2 separate regions of the Callithrix jacchus genome follow, and region 1 is linked to region 2. The links are chromatin contacts, called in public Hi-C maps. All regions are on one chromosome and are shown on one strand. The core of a region is the stretch at or near the end of the contact, and the rest is flanking DNA. Distances in the headings are between cores, read along the strand shown. Region 1 overlaps OSBPL6 (oxysterol binding protein like 6). Region 2 holds the start of OSBPL6 (oxysterol binding protein like 6).

Evidence for each region. Hi-C and Micro-C count contacts between places; a contact is called where the count stands out from the background.
Region 1: a Hi-C map of skeletal muscle shows a contact between it and region 2, with 4 times the contacts expected there. The contact joins the enhancer-like site here to the promoter of OSBPL6 in region 2. A contact is called at or near these places in 2 of 3 Hi-C or Micro-C datasets (both in skeletal muscle).

Annotation. Positions count from the first base shown.
Region 1 is chr6:49,484,645-49,488,742 of calJac240_pri, forward strand. The region is part of intron 4 of OSBPL6 (oxysterol binding protein like 6); the gene reads left to right. Among named protein-coding and RNA genes, the nearest start is that of OSBPL6, 110 kb to the left of the region's middle. Within about 2 kb of position 2,182, at least 1 of the 16 cell types and tissues checked has an H3K27ac peak or open chromatin away from gene starts, as enhancers often do. A contact at or near this core is called in skeletal muscle, where this site is marked.
Region 2 is chr6:49,378,962-49,383,073 of calJac240_pri, forward strand. It overlaps OSBPL6 (oxysterol binding protein like 6), which reads left to right and starts at 1,475. Exons shown (of 25, transcript XM_078327250.1): 1 at 1,475-1,606.

The sequences.
Region 1 (4,098 bases), core at 932-3,431, 110 kb after region 2:
CATGATAACAGATTTCTTAAAAGTATCCAATATTGATTGGAAAACATTTTTTTGAAAGGTAGAATTAAGCTACTCGCATGTTTTAAGATTTTCATGAGCTAAATTTTAATGCTAAGAATAGGCTGTTGCTTTTAATGTTTAAAACTGATATCTTCTGGAATGTAGGATGATAATTAAGGAATAACATTAGCTTTAGGAGAAGAGATTTTCGTATAGCTATTCCTCAATTTATGATAGGATCAACCTATTATAAAGCTGGAAAATTCTAAGTCAAACCATTGTAAATCAGGGACCATCTGTGTCATAAAATTTTGTTTCTCTAGTCAAATCAATTAGTTTTGGCCACCACAACTATTTTTTTTTAACATCTCTAGATTTTTCTCTAACAAGTTAGAATTATATATTTTTATCATGGACAACATGTTTTCAAACATATAGACATGAGGGCATGGCTGAATTGGGGTAATTAACATGTGTACTACCTTACCCTTGGCTTTTGGTTGTGTTTTTGTTTGTTTATTTTTGAGACGGAGTCACTCTGTCACCCAGGCTGGAGTGCAATGGTGTGATCTTGGCTCACTGCAACCTCTGCCTCCTGGGTTCAAGTGATTCTTTTGCCTCAGCTTCCTGAGGAGCTGGGATTACAGGCACCTGCTATCATGCATTTTTGTAGAGACAGGGTTTCACCATGTTGGCCAGGCTGGTCTTGAACTCCTGATCTCAGGAGATCTGCCTGCCTTAGCCTCCCAAAGTGCTGGGATTACAGGCATGAGCCACTGTACCCAGCAGGTTTTTTTTTTCTTTCATGGTGAGAACACTTAAAATCTACTCTGTTACCAATTTTCAGGGTCTTTTTTCTTTTAGTTTATGCATTTTCCTAAAATATTCTGGGACTACTGAGGGGTTTGTTCTTAAGGTGGAACTTAGCAATTCTTTTCCTCATGGGGTTTTTAATAAAATTAACATTATAAATAAAACTTTACTTTGATGAAAACAAGTTCCTCTGACTTTTATCTTATTAGCATTTTTCAATTTGTATATTTGCAAGCATAAAGTGTCTTCTTTTGCATGTTAGGGGAGATAGGAAAATTTGGAGTTGACAAGAAGCAATTAAATTCAGAATGTCCTTCGGAAATGGTTTACTATTCATAAATGGTGCAGATTAACAGACCTGCCTGCCATGGGAAGCTATTTAGTAATCTACAGTCTTTGAAAGTACTTGCCAACATCTGGTTCTAAGAATGCATCCTGATGTTTCATAGTCTAGGGGTTAATCCAAGGTTCAGCACTATAGCCCACAGGCCAAATTTGCAGCCTGTTATAATTACAAATAAACATAACCAGGCTTATTCATTTGCATATTGTCTAAGGCTGCTTTTCTAATACAACAGCAGTTTGAATAGCCACAGCAGATATTGTATGGTTCACAATTCCTGAAATATTTTCTGTCTGACCCTTTGCATAAAACCTTTGCAAAGCACTGCCTACCCTCCATTCTCCATCTAGTCAAAGACAGTGGCTGGGTCCTCTCTCTGGATTACTGAATCTGAAATCTAAGATACTTTGCAATTGCAAGGATTAGTAGACAACAGACTGTGGGCTCATGATAGAGCTTTTTGATTTATTTTCTTTATGGGAAGGTACTGTGTTTATATAATAAACAATTATAATAAAACAATTATAAAAAATTATTGAAAAATTAATTATAATAAAAATTAATGGAGGTACTGTGTTTATAAGAAAGTCATTTTTTGTAAGCTGTCTAAAGTTGTTAAAACTAATTTGCAGTATAAAAATCAATTAGGAATACATAAAGGTTAGATGCTAAATGCTTTACCCTAAAATTCTTGTTTCAAAACTTTTTTAATTTCAAAGGAAAAATCTTAGGAATTCCTTTATTTTTGAGCTTTAGGTCTATGACTTGGTGGTGCTTCTGTGTCTGATACTGTTACTATTCCCTGGTTTTGTTGGTGTTAGGCCAGTGAAGAGTAGGGCCCAATTGGCAACTTGGCACATCTGATGCCTGCTGGCAGGCTTATTAAAGCACAGATTGCTGGGCACCACCCTCAGAGGTTTTGATTCACAAGTATAGATGAGCTCAAGAATTTGCATTTCCAGGAAGTCCCCAAGTGACATGTTGATCCCATTGCCACCCTTGAGAACCTATGTAGTAGATGATTAGCACTGATGTTTCCCAAGCTTGGGGTCTGTGAAGTAGCGTTATTACTATCCCTGTTTATAGATGAGGAAACTGAAGCACAGAGAGACTTCAGTAAATTGCCTGAGGTTTCATAGCTCGGAAATGGCAGAGATAGGATTGGCTCCAAACTCAGGCAGTCCATGGGATTTTTTAGTGTAAAAATAAAAATGAAAATCACTATGATGAAAACCACCACAGACAGTGGTGTATTGGCAAATGTTTAATAATCCTCTTAAAAAAAATTTAAAAAACAGCCCAGATTTGAAGCAGTTGCGTGACATAGATACCCCCACCATGATCGATTTCAGCGTCCGAGGGGACTGTCTTTGAAGCCCTGAACTGCTTTGAAGCACATAGCTCCTAAGCTGGTACACACCAGCTTCAGCTCACCACTAGATATGTGCCAAGGTTGCCACACTCCAATTAAATGAATTTGCAAGCCTGCAGAACCTGGGAACTGGCAGGGGATTCTCGGTCATGTCAGCTGTTCCTTCCCTCATGTAACAGTGAATGAGCAATAATTGAAACCAACACTCATGCTTGAATGCCCAACACAAGTAGAATTTTTGACATCCTGATGTGGGTAATGGCCTGCATAAATACTGCTATTCTGGAAGATGACAGTTTTTCAAAATTCTGCTTAAGATTCCTGACCATGAGATGTAATTAGTAGATGGTATCTAGTAAATTAGGTGCCAGGTGCCATAATTCTGTGTGGTCAGGCTAACCCATCGGTGGTGTTTTGAAAGAATTAATGCTACTGCATCTATTTCCTATTCCTAATGTCTCTCAGGCCCCTATAGCACCATTAGCTGTCAAGCAGGCCTCTTCTTAGGACAAATGAGAGATTTTATCTTGGGAATGTTGAACCTTGTACCGTCTTTCTCTCCAGGTCACTATTGAACAGATAGGAAACTCTAGTCCTCAAATCATATGGATGATTTTGGGTTATCTTTAGGCAAATATAGTAAAAGAACTAGACTCAGTACAGTGGCTCACACCTGTAATCCTAGCACTTTGGGAGGCTGTGGGAGGATTGCTTGAGCCCAGGAGTTTCAAGACAAGCCTGGGCAGCATAATAAGACTCCCATCTCAAAAAAAAATTAGAAAAGAAAAAGAACTAATATGAGGGTAGATATCTACAGTCTGCTAGCATAGTCAATGCTACTTAGTTGATATAATGAAAGATTTAAATCTTAACTAAAATGATAAGCTCAGTAAACAATCTGAATGGCTTTTGTGGCACATGACATTGGACTATAATGAGAAAAGTGACATAGTCCCCAGCCTCATAGATCTTACATAATCAAGTCAAATAAATACAGTGCAGTATATGTTCAAAAATATATGTATGTTTGTGTATAGAAGTAATAGATTGTAGTGACAATTCTATTAGGTTAGGAAAGATTTTATAAAGAAGATGAAACTTGACCACAAAATAGTGTAAAATTAATATTTGCTTTTTGTAGAAGTCATTCTAACCAGTGATTCAGGAGCTTTTTATCGTAGTAAAATATATACAGCATAAAATTTATCATTTTAATCACTTTAAAGTATCCACTTCTGTGTCATAAAGTGCATTCACATTTTTTGGTATCCATCACCACCATGCATCTCCAGAACCTTTTCATCTTGCGAAGTTAAACTATGTAACCGCTAAACATGTACTCTCCCCATTTCCTCCTCCTCACGGACCTGATAACCACCATTCTACCTTCTGTCTTTATACATTGGACTACTCTGCACACCTCATGTAAGTGAAATCAGATAGTATTGTTTTTTGTTCTTTTGTGCCTGGCTTATTTCACTTTAAAATGATGTCTTCAGAATCCATCTATGTCATTATATGTGCCAGAATTTCCTTCCGTTTTAAGGCTGAATAATATTCTATTGTGTGG
Region 2 (4,112 bases), core at 225-2,724:
CATGAACCATCACACCTGACCTAGAGAACTTCTTTAGGTAAAGATTCTGTGTGCTATGTGTAGTGTCTCATTTTGGTTCACACTTTTGTTTCTTTTTAAATATACGGGTTGAGCTTTTTTCTTTTCAGGGAGAAAGCCATTTCAGTAGAGTTTCTGTTAATGGAACTCAGAAGGAGGAGTAGAAAGGTGGCTGCGATCAAGCAGAGGTCAGCATCCCAGCTGCTCCCTTGAGAATCCTGTCTTCACAGCAAAGGAATGAACGAGTAGCTGCCGTTGTCACAGGGTCCCGCATCTTTTAGTTTGTGGCCAGAGGACATGAGAACATTGCAGTCTAGGTGGAAAACGCTAATCCAAAGGTGCGATTGGAGATTCCAAAGAAACTGCATGTGGAAAGGAGTGCATAGTCGACTATGTTTCATAGGAAATTATTTTGTCAGCACAGGGAACAATGAGATGCCATCACAGTTGCCTCATTAGTAAGCAATATCTTCGGTTTTTGCAGGCACCCCAGCATGTTCTGTAATGGCTCCTGTTAGGTCTGGTCAATGTCCTCTGGACGCCCCACCACCTCCTACCCCCAGATGATGACACAAATGTCTTGAAATATTGACGTGTCTTCAGCCACTCGTTACAGAATATCTGTACAAATATTTAAATTACCCTGTCTCTCCCAGCAAAATTGCCTTTAGATTAATCCGCTCTCGGGACGCAGGCCGGGAGTGGCTTGGAGTGTGGAAGGGTTTGAGGGTAAGGGTTGTAGTGAGGTGGGACTGAATGATTTTGATGGGCGTTGCCAGGGGCTTGAAGGAACCGGCTCTTCCTTTCACAGAATCGAAGTATTTCTCTGGGCCCGGGAAGTTTTTGCTCCCAAGTGAGTCAGGGTGGAGAGCAGGACCGCACAGTCGCGCGTGTGTATGAAACGACGGCCTTAAGAAGGGCGCCCAGGGACACGGGCTTGGCAGCTCCGAGCGGAGGCCGTCAGGCAGCCGTTCCTTTCGGAATCAGGTCTCCCGCAATGCTCCCGGCCGCGGCGCTCCCGGGATCGAGCGCTGGAGCTGTTCGGGGATACCCCTGCCGAGCGCTGCCGGCCCACCTCCGCCGTACTGCGCGGGCTAGGGCTTCGCTACAGCGCGCAGGCCCGCGGATGGCAGCCTGGGGTTTCCACGGCGGGTGATCTCGGGACACCAGGGGTTCCCACGGAGGCCGGGGAGAGCCCCGGCTGTGGGACCCCGCGTGACCGGGGCGCAGTGCGCCGTGTCCCCGGCCCGTCCGGTGGAGCAGGGAGGGACGCCTGGTAGGGTGGGTGCGCAACGGGAGCCCCGGCCGCGGGCGGCTCCACTCCAGCCGGGCGGACGGGCGGGAGCCGGGGGCGGGGAGCCCGGAGCACCGCCCCGCTAGCGCGCCCCGCCCGTGGGAGAGGAGGGGCTGCGGCGCGGCGGACCACTGGAGGCGCAGCACGGTCGCTGCCGCCGCTGTTGGTGCTGGAGACCGTGCCTCCTCTCCTCCGCCAGCCCGCGCGCCCGTCCGCCTGCCGGGGCTGCCTCCCGCCTCCCGCCGCAGCCGCGCAGCCGCCGCAAAACCCGCGGCGCCGCCGCTCGCGCTCCAGGTAGGTGTCCTAGCTGCAAAGGGGATGCCTGGGGCGGGAGCCACGGTGCCCGCATCGCGGCCCGGGGCATTGTGCGCCTCCGGCGGGCCGAGGACCCTGAGGGACGCGCGGGTGGGCACCCGCAGCCCCGGGCCACCAGGGCATGGCCGTCCCCCTGGAGGCGTCCCCAGCGGGATAGCCGGGCTACAGGGAAGTCGGGGGCGGCTGTGTCAGCCCATTCCCGCGGCCGGGATGGGAGGGGGCGTCTGTGTCGCGGTCCCGGTTTGCCGCCCTCCCTCTCCCTCGCCGGGAATTCCGGCTGCCTGGCACTAGCGCCCGCAGTCTCTCGCGCGGGCCGGCGCCCCTGCGCCCCGCAGGCTGCCTGGGGATTGAAGCAGGGGCCGGGAGAAGGACTGATGTAATTGTCAGCGGAAAACCTAACCGGCGCGGGTGAGAGCGCCTGCGCCCGCGCGAGCTAACGCCTACGCCGCACCTTTCAGGGAATCCGGGAAGCGGAGAGGAACGGCTGGGGAAGTTGTGCATTGGGTTTTATTGTGCGCGTGCACTGCGGACTGCCCTCGCGGGGCACCCCTGCCCACCCGCTGCTGGCGCCCCTGCAGCCCTCCCTGCAGCCTTCGTCGACACTCCCGGCCAGGGCCGAGTCTGCCTTCCCTGGTTCAGACCCGGACAGGGTTTGCATTGCAGTCAAGACAAGCTTCCCCTGCATCGAGCTGCCCGCAGATCGTGTAGCCGGGGATGCTGGGGGAGGAGGGAATGGGAGACCTGGGGAGGAAGCTTGGAGAAGTAATGACACCAGCAGATTTTCTCCCCAAAGCTTCTGCTGCATATGACACGTCTGCAAGGCACCTTTTAAGCTGTTTTTGAAAGTTATAACCAGATACTGATTTTGTGACAATTCTGTGATATACCTGAATGGTTGCTTAAACATAGAGACCTAAAGCTGGGGGAAGCATTACATAATGGACATAAAGCAAATGACACGAAACTAAGTGAACCCAGTGGGTTGCCTGATTATTTCTCTCTTCTGGACACAAAATCCTGTAAGGTTTGTTTTCTATAGGAACTTTCATTTATAAATTGCTGGACTAAGTTTAGCCAATTGTATTATATTCAGTTGTGATTTTTTTTTCATAAATAATTTGTCTTGGACATCTTAAATTTAAAAATTGCATGCTAATGGTTATATATCACTATGCTGATTAGGAAATGAAGTATTCACAAAGTAAAAATAAGAAATTTCCCATCTGGCTACCATTAACTTTGTTTTCCTCTTGTTTTGTTTCTGTTTCTTTTCCTTCTTTCATCTTTCCCCTGCCCCCCTCCCCCCAGCTTTATGTTTTTTGGAAACATTTCTATAGTTTTGGGTACTGCGAGCTCACAATGTTGATACTTCTATCGCATGTTACAGCATTGCAGATACAAAGACTAATAATAAATGAAACAGAAGTCCTCGCAGTAACTCTGAGAGTGAGCAGGGTTCCCAAGGTCGAAGGGAAGCTGCAGTGCAATTCAGCTATAATCAGCTACAGAGAATATGCATAACCCTTATTGGGAAAGGCCCTGATTGGCGGATTTTTTTCTTATTATTCTTTTGCAATTGGATTTAATGTATTTTTTCCTAAAAAATAATTTTCTTAAGGTAAGAATGAAAAATTTTGAAATTAAAATTTCAGGTTTTTAGAAAGCTGAAAAATCCTGCTTTTGCTCATATCTTCAGATATAATGTTGATGACCCCATTATACATTCAGTGGATGGATTATCTTTGGGGATACCTCAGTTTCAGATTACTATGACTTGTCAGATGAATCTTGGCTTTAATATGAGGTAGTCCTGCTGTACTTTTATAGGATCACATATGTAAGTTTTCTTATTCCTAGATTGCTCTAACCTTAAGTTAACTTTACTTCAAGAAGAAAAATAAAGCCCTTCTAAGATGAAATCTTTGTGGTTGGAGGTCTTAGTACCACCACAGATATCTAATTAGGTAAACTGCATAAGGATATAAAAGTTTCTTGTGACTTTACTCATAAAACTGTTGGACTAGGGAGAAGATAATGTAACTTTGAACGATAAGGCATGCATTCTCAAAAGAATAATTTTGTTGTTTTGCTGAAAAGATTAGGTCATAATTATGACACTTTTTAAAAAGTTTTTTTTTTTTTAATTTTAAAGTCATACTATCCATTGACTTCTGGAACTTTTTTTTCCTCACTCAATATGATATCTCTAGATTCATTCATACTGTATGTAGTTGTCGCTCCCTGACTTTCACTGCAGTACAATATTCCACGGTGTGTCTTATAATGCAGTATGCTGCTTCTCCTCTCAGTGACCATTATTATTTTGTTTTTGTTTTTGTTTTGTTTTTTTCATTTTTTGAAATGTTGCAGTGTTGCTCTGATTATTCATGTTTTCTGGGCACACATGCAAGTGTTTCTCTTGGGTTAATACCAAGGAATAAAATTGGTGGTTTATAGGGTATGTGAATATTCAACTTATTAGGTA